Linked DNA regions of Mus musculus: region 2 is linked to region 1. The links are chromatin contacts, called in public promoter capture Hi-C maps. All regions are on one chromosome and are shown on one strand. Each heading gives the region's core, a stretch centred on a gene start, on an enhancer-like site or on the middle of the called end of the contact. The rest is flanking DNA. Distances are from core to core; before and after follow the strand shown. Region 1 overlaps Ube2u (ubiquitin-conjugating enzyme E2U (putative)). Region 2 overlaps Cachd1 (cache domain containing 1).

What was found. Capture Hi-C pulls out chosen DNA fragments and counts their contacts.
Region 2: a promoter capture Hi-C map of adipose tissue shows a contact between it and region 1. The contact joins two enhancer-like sites. A contact is called at or near these places in 1 of 115 datasets of contacts at active chromatin or transcription factors (embryonic stem cells) and 1 of 9 other capture datasets (adipose tissue).

What each region holds. Positions count from the first base shown.
Region 1 is chr4:100,516,465-100,519,211 of GRCm38.p6, reverse strand. The region is part of intron 6 of Ube2u (ubiquitin-conjugating enzyme E2U (putative)); the gene reads right to left. Among named protein-coding and RNA genes, the nearest start is that of Ube2uos, 10 kb to the left of the region's middle. Within about 2 kb of position 1,356, at least 17 of the 459 cell types and tissues checked have an H3K27ac peak or open chromatin away from gene starts, as enhancers often do. A contact at or near this core is called in adipose tissue, where this site is marked.
Region 2 is chr4:100,989,771-100,992,517 of GRCm38.p6, reverse strand. It overlaps Cachd1 (cache domain containing 1), which reads right to left. Exons shown (of 27, transcript NM_198037.1): 23 at 1,543-1,694. Among named protein-coding and RNA genes, the nearest start is that of Raver2, 78 kb to the left of the region's middle. Within about 2 kb of position 1,322, at least 28 of the 459 cell types and tissues checked have an H3K27ac peak or open chromatin away from gene starts, as enhancers often do. A contact at or near this core is called in adipose tissue, where this site is marked.

The DNA.
Region 1 (2,747 bases), core at 107-2,606:
TTCCTGCCCATCTATCACCCAACAGCCATTTAGACGATCAGACGGACTGCTGCAGTGCTAATCTATGTCCCGGTGCCTGTAAAATTTACCCGGCTTCACCTCTTCTCCTAGGCATTTGTCAACTCCCATCATGACAGGGAGAGTGGAAGTTCATCTATGTTTTATTGAAAAGGGCACTAAAATAGTTTAAGCCACAGAGATACTATATTCACAGTACCTTACTACAGTATGTTGTCATAATTGTTCTGTTTCAGATCACTTATTTTTTAGATTTATTTAACTTTACAAATATGAGTGTTTTGCCTGCATTCATGTATTATGTATTATATACCATGTGCATTTCTGGTGTCTCCAGAAGTCAGAAGAAAGCATTGTATCCCCTGGAACTAGAGTTAGAATTGATTGAGATCTACCATGTACATGCTCAGAATAGTACCCAGGTCCTCTGGCCAGAGCAACACATACTCTAAAGTGCTGAGCCACCTCTCTAGTCCTGTGTCCCCAAACATCTTATAAAAGGAAAAAGACAACCAGGCAGCAACACTTATTGCTCTCTCTTCTTGTCTGCAATATGACCAGCAGCCACCATGACCATTATGTCTCTACCCTCAGACTGTGAGCTTAAGTAAACCCTTCCTTCCTTAAGTTGTTCTTGTGAGGTGTATTGTTAACAGCAACAAGACAAGTGACTAAAACAGATTTTATAGGGGAAAAATTCACACACACACACACACACACACACACACACACACACACACATATATAGGATCTTGGAATTTGATCACTTCCTGTGGATGAGCAGGGACTACTGTGGTTAACGGTTGGTGGGACATAGGCTTTTTTGTATCACCTTCTGTAAAGAAAGCCCTTGTTCCCCAGACCACAGGAGAGTTCCTGTCCTGCTTTGATGGGAGGCAGAGACAGGTGAATTTCTGTGAGTTTAAAGCTAGCCTGATCTACAAAGTGAGTTCCAGGATAGCCAGGGCTATACAGAGAAACCCTGCCTTGAAAAACAAAAACAAAAACAAACAAAGAAAACCAAAGAGACCTCGAATCTGGGCTCTCTATGTTCCTTTCCATGTCCTGTCAAGGAAGCTATTTCTCCTCAGTATTGCCTTGGCATCTTGGACACAGTGCTTATTACATTATATCAATGCAACTCAACAAAAACCAGTCACAACTCAACAAGACACCAAACTGTACATACAAAATGTGATTACAGAGACTGGTGACTTGGTTCTAAAAAAAAAATTATAGACTTCTAAAGGAAGCCTAGAAAGAAGAGAAAAGGCTGTCAGGGAGGACGCTTCTGCTCAAAGTGACTCATTTAAATAGAACTCACTCTGACCTTAGCATTCTTCAAATTCCTTCTTAGCTACACTACTAGTATTTGACCTGTGCCTTGGACATCTGATGGAAGATGTTTCCTACACTGTCCTTTTCCCTGCTGTTTCTCTTGCAAAAGAGCTCTGCACTCTAGAATACAAGGCACATGAGTTTAGGGATCACATTTTGTAAGGGTGTGTACCCATCATTGGGGCGTAGTGCCTGCTATAGGATAGTATGTTCAGAGAATGAATTTTAAAGATACAGATAAAGTACTGGTCCTTGTATGGGTGGAAAAGCCTGCCATGCAACTGGTGAGTGGTATTCTACACAATATGCAAAAATTCCAGCTGACTGTACAAGTTTAACGTCAACAGAAACCCTGTTAAACCTGAGAGTCTTAAGAGAAGGCCAGTTCCATAGTTTTTAGCTAAATTTGAAGCAAACTTTAAATATTGGCCAGGATAATGAACTCTGGCTGGGTCCATTCTGGGGTTCCAGAAAATGGTGATGAGTCACAGCTTGCAGAGGCTTAAAAAGGCCACAGTCTTTCTTCCCTGCCCACGGGTGATCAAGCACATCTGGTGCCATTGGTCAAACAAACTTGTTCAGGGGAACAAAAACAAGTGGCTTGTTATCTTCCATAAACAACAGCCCCCAGCATTTCGGGACGTATCTGCCTTTGGGCAAGTAGGCCTTACAGGTAAACTTTGGTCCTTACATCCCCTAGTTCAGCAGAACCCCATGCCATGTTCCATGCAGTTGATCATACTCTGCTTGAGTTTTGTATTCTTTTGTATTCAGAGGCTTAACCTCTGGAATATATTTCTATAAATATGCTTTTCTTCCTGCTCATGAAGTTCCAGTGGATTGGATATCATAATACTAGGAGTGGTATATCTCTTTGAATAACCTCTACAAGACCTCATTGTGATGTCTTATTTCAAACTAAAAAGTAGGGGCCAGCACAGTGGCTCAGTGGATCTGAGTTCAACCCCTGGAGACCGGGGGAGGGGGGAACTGATGTAGTAGTATGCATCTGTGACCCCAGCCCTCTTAAAGGAGAAGCAGACAGAAGAATCACCCTGAAGCTCACTGGCCACCTTTCCTGAGTACACTGTTCAGCAGCAGAAACAAGAGAGATCCTAAGACCCTGCCTCACCAAGGTAGGAGAGAAGTGACTCCCAAAAGTTCTCTTCTTATCTCCAAATGCATGGCATGCCTACTCTTTCTTCATTTCTCTCTCTCCTCTCTCTCTCTCTCTCTCTCTCTCTCTCTCTCTCACACACACACACACACACACACACACACACACACACACACACACACACACGCCACCTGAACACACAAACACCAATAAGTAAAGAACAAGTAAAAGAGAGAAGAGACAATTGAACATAGCATATCAGGAGCAATCACTG
Region 2 (2,747 bases), core at 73-2,572, 470 kb before region 1:
GAGCAAGAGCACCGATACTAAGGGCTGCTGCAAAGAGTGAACAGATGAAAACCGTTTACGCACATGCATTGCCTAGTGCTGATGCAGTCCTGGCTACCCTCAAGAGGCAACAGCACCTAGTAGAGAAAGGTGAGGTGGGCTTCTTGGAAGGACACATGAACTAAGGGATATGAAGTACACACGTCTATGGTTCACAGGCCACGTTGCAGAGGTGTGGCCTCCTGCAAGCACAGACAATACCCCTCTGGAGTATATTTGTGTGAACGGTGCCCTTATCTGGTTCAGCAGTAACACAAGAACTCAAACCCACAGCCCCGTAGGAGAGAATATAGCCTCCCTTCAGTCAGGGTAGATGTGTAGACATTTAAAAGCAAGATACAGGGCTGTAGAGACAGCTCAGCTGTAAAGAGCCCTGACTACTCTTCCAGAGGTCCTGAGTTTTATTCCCAGCAGGCACACGGTGGCTCACAACCATCTGTATTTGGAATTGGATGCCCTTTTCTGGTGTGTCTGACGATGACAACAATGTACTCCTATATACAAAATAAATAAATAAACCTTAAAAAAAAAAGCAAGATACAGATGGTCCCTAATTTGTGATGATTTGACTCATTTGTCACCTTCATGATGGTAAAAAGTAATGAAGCATTCAGTAAAAATGGCTTGGGCTTTGGAATCTTGGGCTTGGAATATGGAAGATAGATATTCTCTTGATGCAGGTTATGGCAATTCCCAATCAGCCCTGGGCTCACAAGGGTTAAAAAACCAGCACTCTGTGGTGAACTGTTCTGTTAAGTTATTTAACATTCAGCAGGCTGAGTGTATTAAAAAACATTTTGACATTTTTTTTTCAACCCATAATAGGTTTATGGGGTCACAACTGTATACCAAGATGAGAAACGTCTACATTCACTAGTGGCTTAGATACGGTGACTCAAATTTGCCAGCTAAGAGCAAGGGCATGCTGCTGATTCTGGGAAGACACTGGAAAAAAAAATCCAATGATAAATAGAGTCTTTGGTAGTATCTTCAAGAACTGGTGACCTGATCCCAGGGGGCTCTTCATATGGTGTCTTTGTCCATACCCTAAGCTGCTATAGCAACCCTAAGCAGCCTTGGCATCTGCTGACCTCATTGCCCTAAACAGTGGTGGGTAGCTGAAACCTTGTAAGGTGGGAAGGGGAAAGGGAAGGCTCGGGGATGAGCTAGCACACCCCAGGCAGGCCCTGTGCTCTGACAGCTGGGATGCACATCCAAGCGGACTCGAGTTCAGCCATGTGGAAACCAGGCCAGAGTTTCTTAAAGTCAGCTTCATGGGAATGAATTCCAGGCTTGCAAAATTTGGCAGCATGGTTGGCTGCTCACTGCACAGAGTGTGTAGCCAGCTCTGAAGGTAATTATCTGCCTTGGGTTTTTTTAACTAAGGATGACTGGGCAAACGAATCAGGGAAGCTGGGCAAAGGATGATTAATGTTGGTCCCAGGATACAGGCAGAAAATTGCATTCAAGAGTCAAATCACCATGGATCCCTAGTCAACATACCGATGGCTCCCATGTCATCAACATAGGGACTTTTGGCTCCCACGATCCCCCCGAAGCATTCTTTCTGGGGCGCACAGTAGGATTTGTCCAGGTGAGTCTTTCCATCACTGTCCACCACACACCATTCGCAGTCCAGCACACCGAAACAGTCCCTGGCAGGTTGACAATGTTTAAGGAAGCAGTATGAGCGGGAGGGCGGGTAAGTTGGCCTTTAGTCAGATCTCAGGGCCCCAGCTTTACTCCAGCTCTGAATGGCTGCCTGTCAAGCCCCTTTCCTTGTCAAGTGGGGAGAGCAGTTTTTAACCTGAGGGTGGCTATTGCATGCCTCTCGGCCACAGGACAATGAGAGAAGGCCAAGTATTCTGAGTTACCTTACAACCTCCACGTGGGAATTAGTGTGGTCTTATTCAAAGTCATCTCAGAAGATCAAAGGCAAATGGCCCCAGGGTTGTTTGGTTTTGGTCTAACATGCCCCATGTGAGTGGTCATTATGTTGGTTTTTGTTGGAAAAGGAAGAAATAATAGACAAATACATTCAGGAAAAGAGTAGTCAGTCTGTTTAAAAGAGCTTTCCTAACAGCCAGTCTCCTGAGCCGCGTGCATAGTGAGGCTCTTAAAAAATTACACTGGTGGCAATGCTACCTGCTCCTAAATGTAGCGTGACAACCCATGTTAATCAGTGCTTGGGTGACCCTTTCCTCAGCTCAACCAAAGACGAGGCTGACATGCCCTCTGTGCCCTCGCTTGGCCTGATCCACATGGTAACCAGCAGGCAGAGGGAGGGAATTCCCTCCTCCAGGTCTGCCATAGCCTCTGCCCCATGCCTAGTCCAAAACACCCAGAGGGGAGCAGCCTGCTGCAGGGGACACAGGGCTGGTAGTTCTCAGAACTACCCTGGAGCAGATCTGTTTTCGGAGAAGGGAAAACTAATGAGTTCTGCAATACTTCCCAGAGAAGCCTTGATGGCTGCTGGGTCCTGTTTGGAAGCCCAGATCCTAATCCCTTGCAACATCTCTTGCACTTTGCTTATTGAAACAAAATGACCTCATACACACAGCAGAGGCCCTTTTCAGCCTAGAGCAAGAGTCAAATACCTGTAACCAGTGGGAATGAAAGAGTTCATCTGTGAGACATAAGGCTCATGGTGTAAGAACCATACTAGCGCCCCACAAAGGACATCTCCTTAAAGCATGAAGGATAGGGAA